3 separate regions of the Mus musculus genome follow, and regions 1 and 3 are each linked to region 2. Evidence: chromatin contacts called from public HiCAR-type and promoter capture Hi-C data. All regions are on one chromosome and are shown on one strand. The core of a region is the stretch at or near the end of the contact, and the rest is flanking DNA. Distances in the headings are between cores, read along the strand shown.

The links. Promoter capture Hi-C pulls out the DNA fragments that hold promoters and counts their contacts. HiCAR-type assays count read pairs that join an accessible place to other places.
Region 1: a contact with region 2 is called in a promoter capture Hi-C map of hippocampal neurons, with 2.5 times the contacts expected there. The contact joins the enhancer-like site here to the promoter of Scamp5 in region 2. A contact is called at or near these places in 9 of 39 promoter capture datasets (the 3T3-L1 cell line, the C10 cell line, embryonic stem cells and 4 more), 2 of 484 Hi-C or Micro-C datasets (the G1E-ER4 cell line and large pre-B cells), 1 of 115 datasets of contacts at active chromatin or transcription factors (embryonic forebrain) and 1 of 9 other capture datasets (pancreatic islet).
Region 3: a HiCAR-type map of astrocytes shows a contact between it and region 2, with 2.8 times the contacts expected there. The contact joins the promoter of Imp3 here to the promoter of Scamp5 in region 2. A contact is called at or near these places in 7 of 39 promoter capture datasets (3T3-L1-derived adipocytes, the C10 cell line, embryonic stem cells and 4 more), 7 of 115 datasets of contacts at active chromatin or transcription factors (the 230-238 cell line, T-cell acute lymphoblastic leukemia, astrocytes and 4 more) and 1 of 9 other capture datasets (embryonic stem cells).

What each region holds. Positions count from the first base shown.
Region 1 is chr9:56,888,494-56,891,193 of GRCm38.p6, forward strand. Cspg4 (chondroitin sulfate proteoglycan 4) reads left to right here. Exons shown (of 10, transcript NM_139001.2): 3 at 1-293; 4 at 1,565-2,047; 5 at 2,497-2,673. Among named protein-coding and RNA genes, the nearest start is that of Cspg4, 25 kb to the left of the region's middle. Within about 2 kb of position 1,413, at least 16 of the 459 cell types and tissues checked have an H3K27ac peak or open chromatin away from gene starts, as enhancers often do. A contact at or near this core is called in hippocampal neurons, where this site is marked.
Region 2 is chr9:57,466,760-57,469,459 of GRCm38.p6, forward strand. Scamp5 (secretory carrier membrane protein 5) reads right to left here and starts at 1,301. Exons shown (of 7, transcript NM_020270.3): 1 at 1,174-1,301.
Region 3 is chr9:56,936,210-56,938,909 of GRCm38.p6, forward strand. It overlaps Imp3 (IMP3, U3 small nucleolar ribonucleoprotein), which reads left to right and starts at 1,291. Exons shown (of 1, transcript NM_133976.2): 1 at 1,291-2,189. The coding sequence starts at 1,298. The coding sequence ends at 1,852.

The DNA.
Region 1 (2,700 bases), core at 163-2,662, 580 kb before region 2:
ACCATGTAACCGCTGGTCCTCAGTGGGGGCAGCTGCTCCGGGATGGCCAGTCAGTCACCTCCTTCTCCCAACGGGACTTGCTCGATGGGGCCATCCTCTACAGCCACAATGGCAGCCTCAGCCCCCAAGACACCCTGGCGTTTTCTGTGGCAGCAGGGCCAGTACACACTAACACCTTCCTACAAGTGACCATTGCCCTCGAGGGTCCCCTGGCCCCACTGCAACTGGTGCAGCACAAAAAGATCTACGTCTTCCAGGGGGAAGCGGCTGAGATCAGAAGGGACCAGCTAGAGGTAAGGCAGTGCACGAGGCCTGCCAAGCTGAGGGTACTTCCATGAGGGGGGCGTTCCTGTGGGGATGCAGGTCTTAGGAGTATTACAGCTTCAGTAGTCACCTGTATGTGTTGTAGTTCTGCATGTGTCTAGGAACATACACCTACCTGTTAAGTGTCACGCACCTCCAGAGATCACATATACATGTGTCCTTGCTATGGATAGCCGTGTAAAATCTGGGTTCCAGCCAGATCCACAGAATCTCTGAAGCAGAGACCAAGAGTGTATATCCTGTCACAGTCCCTATGAGGTTACCATGAGGGGTGACCTTTAGGAGCGCTGCCCCTCAGATCCACAGGTCCTTAGCTCTTTCCCTAGACTCCACAACAGAACTGTGAGGGCCTGTGATGGTGTCTGTTAACTCAGGGAGCTCACAGCGCAATGCTGACCAGCTGGCTCACTGCCTTACTGTGAAGGCCCAGTTTTGAGGCCCTTCCAGTTCTGAGTGTTTGGACTTTGAGAAAGACCATGACTAAACATGTCAGGAAGTGTCCACACCAGAGGAGGCAGCATATGAACCAAGCTTTGGTGGTGCACACCTTTAATCCCAGCACTCAGGAGGCAGAGGCAGGCAGAGCTCTTTGAATTCAAGGCCAACCTGGTCTATTAAGAGAGTTCCAGGCCAGACAAAAGAAGAGGTAGGAGAAGAGTGGAGAAAAGAGAAAAGTATGGAGTATGGACAGCAAAAAAAAGTAGCAGATGGCATTCCAAGCTAAAAGAATGGATTCTGGGGGCTAGAGAGATGGCTCAGTGGTTAAGGGCACTGACTGCTCTCCCAAGGGTCTTGAGTTCAAATCCCAGCGACCACATGCTGGCTCACAACCATCCGTAATGAAATCTGATGCCCTCTTCTGCTGTGTCTGAAGACAGCTGCGGTGTACTTACATATAAATCTTTAAAAAGTGTGTGTGTGGGGGGGGGTGTATTCTGCAAAGGCATAGAATCAGAAGTGCAGTGTAGTTTAAGAGTGGTGCTTAGACTTTTTTGTGTGGGTAGAGCAGGCATTGAAGGAGTACTCAGCCTCCTTTGGGGTGGACCAAATCAGCAAACTGCTTAAGACCTGGGAGCCTGTGCTGCTAGGTATGGTGAGAGCGCCCTCTTGTGGTATATAGTGTCAGCTATAGCAGATCCTGAGCAAAGCATTAGCCACACGTGGCGACCGAGCCTGTTCTGCCACCTGAGGTCCACAACAGCCTGTGACCCCGTTTGTCCCCATCGTCTCTGTTGACTAGGTGGTCCAGGAGGCAGTGCTGCCTGCCGACATCATGTTCTCGTTGAGAAGCCCCCCGAACGCCGGCTACCTGGTGATGGTGTCCCACGGCGCTTCAGCAGAGGAGCCGCCCAGCCTGGACCCTGTGCAGAGCTTCTCCCAGGAGGCAGTGAATTCAGGCCGGGTTCTCTACCTGCACTCTCGCCCTGGAGCCTGGAGTGATTCCTTCTCCCTGGATGTGGCCTCGGGCCTGGGTGATCCTCTTGAAGGCATCTCTGTGGAGCTGGAGGTGCTGCCCACAGTCATCCCCCTGGATGTTCAAAACTTCAGCGTTCCCGAGGGCGGCACCCGGACGCTGGCCCCTCCTCTGGTCCAGATCACTGGGCCTTACTTCCCCACGCTGCCAGGCCTTGTCCTGCAGGTGCTAGAGCCACCGCAGCACGGGGCCCTGCAGAAGGAGGATCATTCTCAAGATGGGAGCCTCAGCACCTTCTCCTGGAGAGAGGTACCGGAGACACCTGCGCCTCCTCGGCTCTAGTTACTGGCACTGCTTTATGCTTTAATTTCAGTCTTCCCCTGAGAAATGGAAACGTTGTTGTTTACACACACACACACACACACACACACACACACACACTTCTTTTTTTTTTAAGAATGTAATATATATCATTGCTCTATTCAGACACACCAGAAGAGGGCACCAGATCCCATTACACATGGTTATGAAACACCATGTGGTTGCAGGGAATTGAACTCAGGACCTCTGGAAGAGCAGTCAGTGCTCTTAACCACTGAGCCATCTCTCCACATACACACTTCTTACCTGTGGAAATGTGTTCTAAAGGGATCTGTCTCCTGTACCTAACAATGGGACGTTAAGGGTGCTGGTCCCAAGATCCCTGTTGAGTCTTGGGCTAGCTGAAGCCTGACAACCAATCCTGGGTCTCCTCATAGGTGGAAGAGCAGCTGATCCGCTACGTGCATGATGGAAGTGAGACACAGACAGACGCCTTTGTTCTGCTAGCTAATGCCTCAGAGATGGACCGCCAGAGCCAGCCCGTGGCCTTCACGATCACCATCCTTCCTGTTAATGACCAACCCCCTGTTCTCACCACAAACACAGGCCTGCAAGTGAGTTCACTCCTGAACCTATCCCAT
Region 2 (2,700 bases), core at 51-2,550:
CCACAAGTCCCAGGACTCCTAATCCCCTCTACTAACACTCCATTTTCGATGGCCCATCCCTGCCACGGTTCTCTCTCAGCAATGGAGAGCTGGTCCTATCTCTCCAAGTTCCCACAGACGCTAAACTAGCAACCCCAAGCAAAATCTCTCTGCCAACCGTGGCCCTGCCAGAATCATCTCCCTCTTTCACAGTCCTGATGGAGAAGACATAATGGGTAACGCACGGGTTGCACATTTCTCTAGACCATCCCTCCCACACACACCACAGACAGGCTGGGGTGGAGCAGCAGTGCTTCATGCCCACCTCTGAACTTTGTCCATTACCACACTGAGATGCCCTCTCTCGCCTCTGCCTCCTTCCAAATCCCACCTCCAGAAAGTCTCCTCCTGACAGCTGCTGCCTCTTGTCTCTGTCTCCAGCCCTGGCCTTTGCTGATCTCCTCAAGTCGGCCTTTAACAACCAATTATCAGTCCTAGTCTTACTTGACTCCCCCAGACTCCAGATCAGGAGAACCTCAAGGCAAGGACGGGGATTGGTTCTTACACATCTCCCCTCCTTCCTCGTGACTGACTGGTGCTAATGCTGGATGCGCTACATCCAGCACCCCCATCCCACTCCCCAAAGCCCTGGTGGTATCCGGGCCCTAGGCAGTGCACCCATCCCCCTCCTCCAAAAACCAGGCTGCTCAGACCCGCGGTACAAAGGTCGGCCTTCCAGGGATGAGTACAACTTGGGTCCACCTGCAGGTGCCTTTTGTGATACCACGGTCACTAGATTCCAGACGTTCCCATCCCCGGCCGCATGCGCCATCCCAAAAGGAGGAGGCCGGCTTCCAGGGAATGCCAGGTGGAACTCGGGGTTTGTGGGGTGGAGGGCCCAAAGCCCAGGCTCCATCCAAGGGCCTGACGTCACCCAAATCCCGGGCTCCCTCTGCGGGGACAGAGGAAAGAGGAAACAGGAATGGGGAGGAGGATTTAGGGGTGTACAAAGAGCGCTTACCACCCCAAGCAGGAAAGGTCACCTCGACTCCCCACCTCTCCAGAAGCTCGACCTACCCCCTCAAATGAAGAGGGACTCTTTGAAGGCAGAAAATTGGAGCCGCTGACACCTCTCCAACCCAGCTCGTAGCTTCCCCGCAGTGCCCTCCTTGGGTCTCCAGGCCCAGGACTCACCAGCCCCGACCGCTCGGCTGCAGAAAGGTAGTCGCGCTGCGCCGCGCTGAGCTGCGCTGCACCGGGCGATCAGGCGCGGAGCGGGCCGCGAGCGGCTCCCGGATTGGGGGCGGGGAGCGTGCGCGCGCGTCCGAGGCGGGCCCGCGCGCTCCCGTGCCGCCCTGCCTGCTGCAACCACTCTCGCGAGACTCCCACACTGCTCGTAAGGCTATTCCACGAGCGCTCGCGAGAAGCAAGGCACCGGCGCCTCCGCACCTTGCAGGAGCTGTCCGTGGTGCTAAATATTCGGCCGTTCCTCGTCCAGGTGCTAGGTGGGCACCTTGGGGACAAGAGCACAGTGAGTGCATAGAAAGGAGAAACATACAGTAGTGCCAGCAACTAGTGCCTTAACTTCCACATCTGCAAAGTGGGAAGAATAACCCCCATACCAATCGCAGGGACCTGTGGGATGTACCGGGAAAGAGGAAGAGACAGCTTGATGAGGGGCTGGAGAAATGGCTCAGTGGTTAAGTGTACTTGTTGTGCTCTTACAAAGGGTTGGGGTTTGATTCCTAGCACCCATATGGTAGTACCATAACCCCAGTTCCGGGGATCCAAATCCAGAGTGCTTGTCTCTGTGAGTTCAAAGGCAGCTTAATCTTCATAAGTTCCAGGACAGTTGGAGCTACATAGTGAGATCTCAGAGACAGACAGAGAGAGACAGAGAGAGCACAGGTGTGTGGGTTGATTCACATCAATATTCCTAGCCCTTCCAAGACACAGGCAATGGGGTCAGTGCAAGTTCAAAGCCAGTTTATCTACACAGCAAGTGGGGAAGTACTGGACTACCAGGATACACATGAGCTACTGTCTCAAAAAGGAAGGGAAATAAGGAATAGAAGAATAAGGAATAGCTCTGAAAAAAAAAAGACAAGAAAGAAGAAGAAGGAAAGAGATAATAATGTACAGATGTTAACAGCAAGAATGAGAAGGGACCAAGGTAAATGCTTACAAGTGCAGAATTAGTGTAGCTCCGAGACTCCTTGGCGACATGGGGCTGGGGTAGGAAGACAAGCTGCCATTGTGAGTGGTGTTTACATAGTAAAACCCTGTGGGTCCTCCACAGCCAAGGCCATCCCCTGCCCTGCCAACCAATGGCTTCGATCCCTCACCCACACCACCCTGGGCCTGGAAGAGGGCTTCAGTGGGTGGGATACACTGCAGGGATTCTTTGCCCAGACTAAGGGCCCATTGTGTGGCTCTAGCCTGCTGGCACTGGGGCCTCACTCCCACAGCTGGCATGGGAAGGGAGGGAGAGGAGAAGAGCAGACAAGAACAAGTGCAGAAGAGACCAGAAGGAGGCTGAGCTGGCCGAACAGGAAGCAGCAGAAGCTACCAGACCAGCCAGAAGGAAGAGTCCCAGCCTTCAAACAGAGACCAGATTCTCTTTTATTTTCAATTTCTTTTTATTTTTTATGATTATTTTGATGTATAAAAATTATATATAATTTTTCATTGTTATATTTTGTGCGGGGTGTTTTGCCTACA
Region 3 (2,700 bases), core at 41-2,540, 530 kb before region 2:
TTTCTCATCATTGATGGGTACCATCAGTCACTGAGGATTGCAGAAACAATCTCCAGACATACCTGAGTAACACTTTAACTCCAGCACTTGGAGGCAGAGGTAAATGGATCTCTTTGAGTTTAAGGACAGCCTGGTCTATATAAAAATTACCAGGACAGATAGTACTAGAGACATTCTGTCTCAAAAAATAAAATAAAGTAAGACAGCCATGGTGGCACATGCTCACTCATAATCTCATCCTTTTGGATTGAATCTGGTTATATTGTGGTGAATTCATGGCTGACCTGGGCTACCTAAGGAAACTGTGTCAAAAAAATAAGAGGCAGGAATGCTTCCAATCCTGATTGTTTGGTACTACTGCCAGTCCAGTGACAGATCTCATGCTGGCCAGGATGGGACTATTTGTCAACTCTGGGGACCACTGGAACTGAGACATTTGCAGAGTTCTAATCACGTTTTTTGACAGAGATAATCCTCTTATTTATTTATTAGCATTCCACTCTTCTAAAGTTGTGTATGCTTTAAAAAAAAAAGATTTGTTTTATGTGTATCAGTGCTCTTAGCTGCATGTACATGTGCATGTCAGAAAAGAGCATCAGATCACATTATAGATGGTTGTGAACCACTATGTGGGCGATGGGACTTGAACTCATGACCTCCGGAAGAGCAGCCGTGCTGTTAACTGCTAAGCCATCTTTCCAGAGTTGGAGAGATAGCTCAGCCATTAAATAATAGGCTCACAACCAAAACTATGAGACAACTCTTTTAAAGGCAGTAACCTCTCTCTCTGGAAACTGACATCTACAGCTATTGACGGAGCAGACTCTCTTCAGTCACCAAAGACAGAACTCTGAGAGTAAACTAGGTGCTGCCAAGATGGCTCAGCGGTTAAGAGCACTTGACTGCTCTTCCAAAGGTCCAGAGTTCAATTCCCAGGAAAACCACAAACAGGGGATCTGAAGCTCTCTTCCGGTATGAAGACAGAGCAATCATATACACAAAATACGTAAATGAATAAATATTTAAAAACAAAACACAACACTGGACTAGACTAGTTGCATACGCACTGCATGCAAGGAAAAGTGTATTCGCAGGACACGGCTCTCCTTCCGCAATTCTTTCTCCCCCGCTCCCCTTTCAAAACAGGAAGTTCCAGAGTTGGACGAATGAAAAACCGGGGGCGTGTCTTTAACCAATCTTTTGATTGGTCCAGTGATCTAGAGGCGGGGTCTTTCTACGTCGAGGCGGAAATTACGCTAGATTTTCAACGTATTCCCTTTCTCCCGCATTCTCCATCATGGTGCGGAAGCTTAAGTTCCACGAGCAGAAGCTGCTGAAACAGGTGGACTTCCTAAACTGGGAAGTCACCGACCACAACCTCCACGAACTGCGTGTGCTGCGGCGGTACCGGCTGCAGCGGCGCGAGGAGTACACGCGCTACAACCAGCTGAGCCGAGCGGTGCGCGAGCTGGCGCGGCGCCTGCGCGACCTGCCGGAACGCGACCCATTCCGCGTGCGCGCCTCGGCGGCGCTGTTGGACAAGCTGTACGCTATGGGCCTGGTGCCCACGCGCGGCTCACTGGAACTCTGCGACTCCGTCTCGGCCTCGTCCTTCTGCCGCCGCCGCTTGCCTACTTTGCTCCTCAAGCTACGCATGGCGCAGCATCTCCAAGCTGCTGTGGCTTTTGTGGAGCAGGGTCATGTCCGCGTGGGCCCAGACGTGGTCACTGATCCCGCCTTTCTCGTCACTCGCAGCATGGAGGACTTTGTCACCTGGGTGGACTCATCCAAGATCAAGCGGCACGTGTTGGAGTACAATGAGGAGCGCGATGACTTTGATCTAGATGCCTAGCGAGTCTTCTTGTCCTGGCTTCTCAGCTACAGGTCACTGAACCGGGGATGGGGAGGATTGCCCCGGTGTACTGGGAATTTTTCCTAGAATTTGGACTGACAATTAAGTGACTGTGTCTTGAGAGACAGTGGGAAGCAGTTTTGTACCGCACTGGGGATTGCTAGCTTCTTGTGCCTTAAACTTTGTGGTGTAGAAGCAGGAATGTTACCTCTTCCCCTTTGCTTTCATCTTGAAATAGGACCGTCTGGATGGAGAGTTTGAGTTCAGTATATTTATATCGTTTAAAGAAACCCTTTCCTAATGCCAATAAATGTCCCACCGACGTTGTTTAAGTGCACATTTTTGTCTGGTCGTTCTTCTTACCTAGGGTCCTACATAGCCATATCTATTATCTTGCTAGCTGAAGAGCCTAAGGGCAGGAAAAGGGTTGAAGGCGTGAGGCTTTGGAGCCTCACGTGGAGGTTGCAGGATGTTGTACAAGCTGGGCAGATTTGTCACTTAACCAGTCCTTTTCTCGGAATGAATGTTTTGGCAGAGCTTTTATCCACAAGACTTCCTGTTGATATTCCAGCCCCAGGAAATACCATATTAAAGTCCTGGAGTGTTTGCTTGCCTAAGGAAATGATCGCCCTGTAGTTTGGCCAGCTAGTGGTTAGAAGGGACCCAGGAGGTTCCTGAAAACAGATGTTCTTCAAGGTCCTGGCTTCAGAGTTAAGGACACCCCCCCCCCCAAAAAAAAAAAACAAGCAAAAGGGCGAGGTAGTGCTGGCACAGCCTTTAATCCCAGCAGTTAGGAGGTTAAGGCAGGCAGATCTTTGAGTTCCAGGCCAGCCTGGTCGACATGAGGA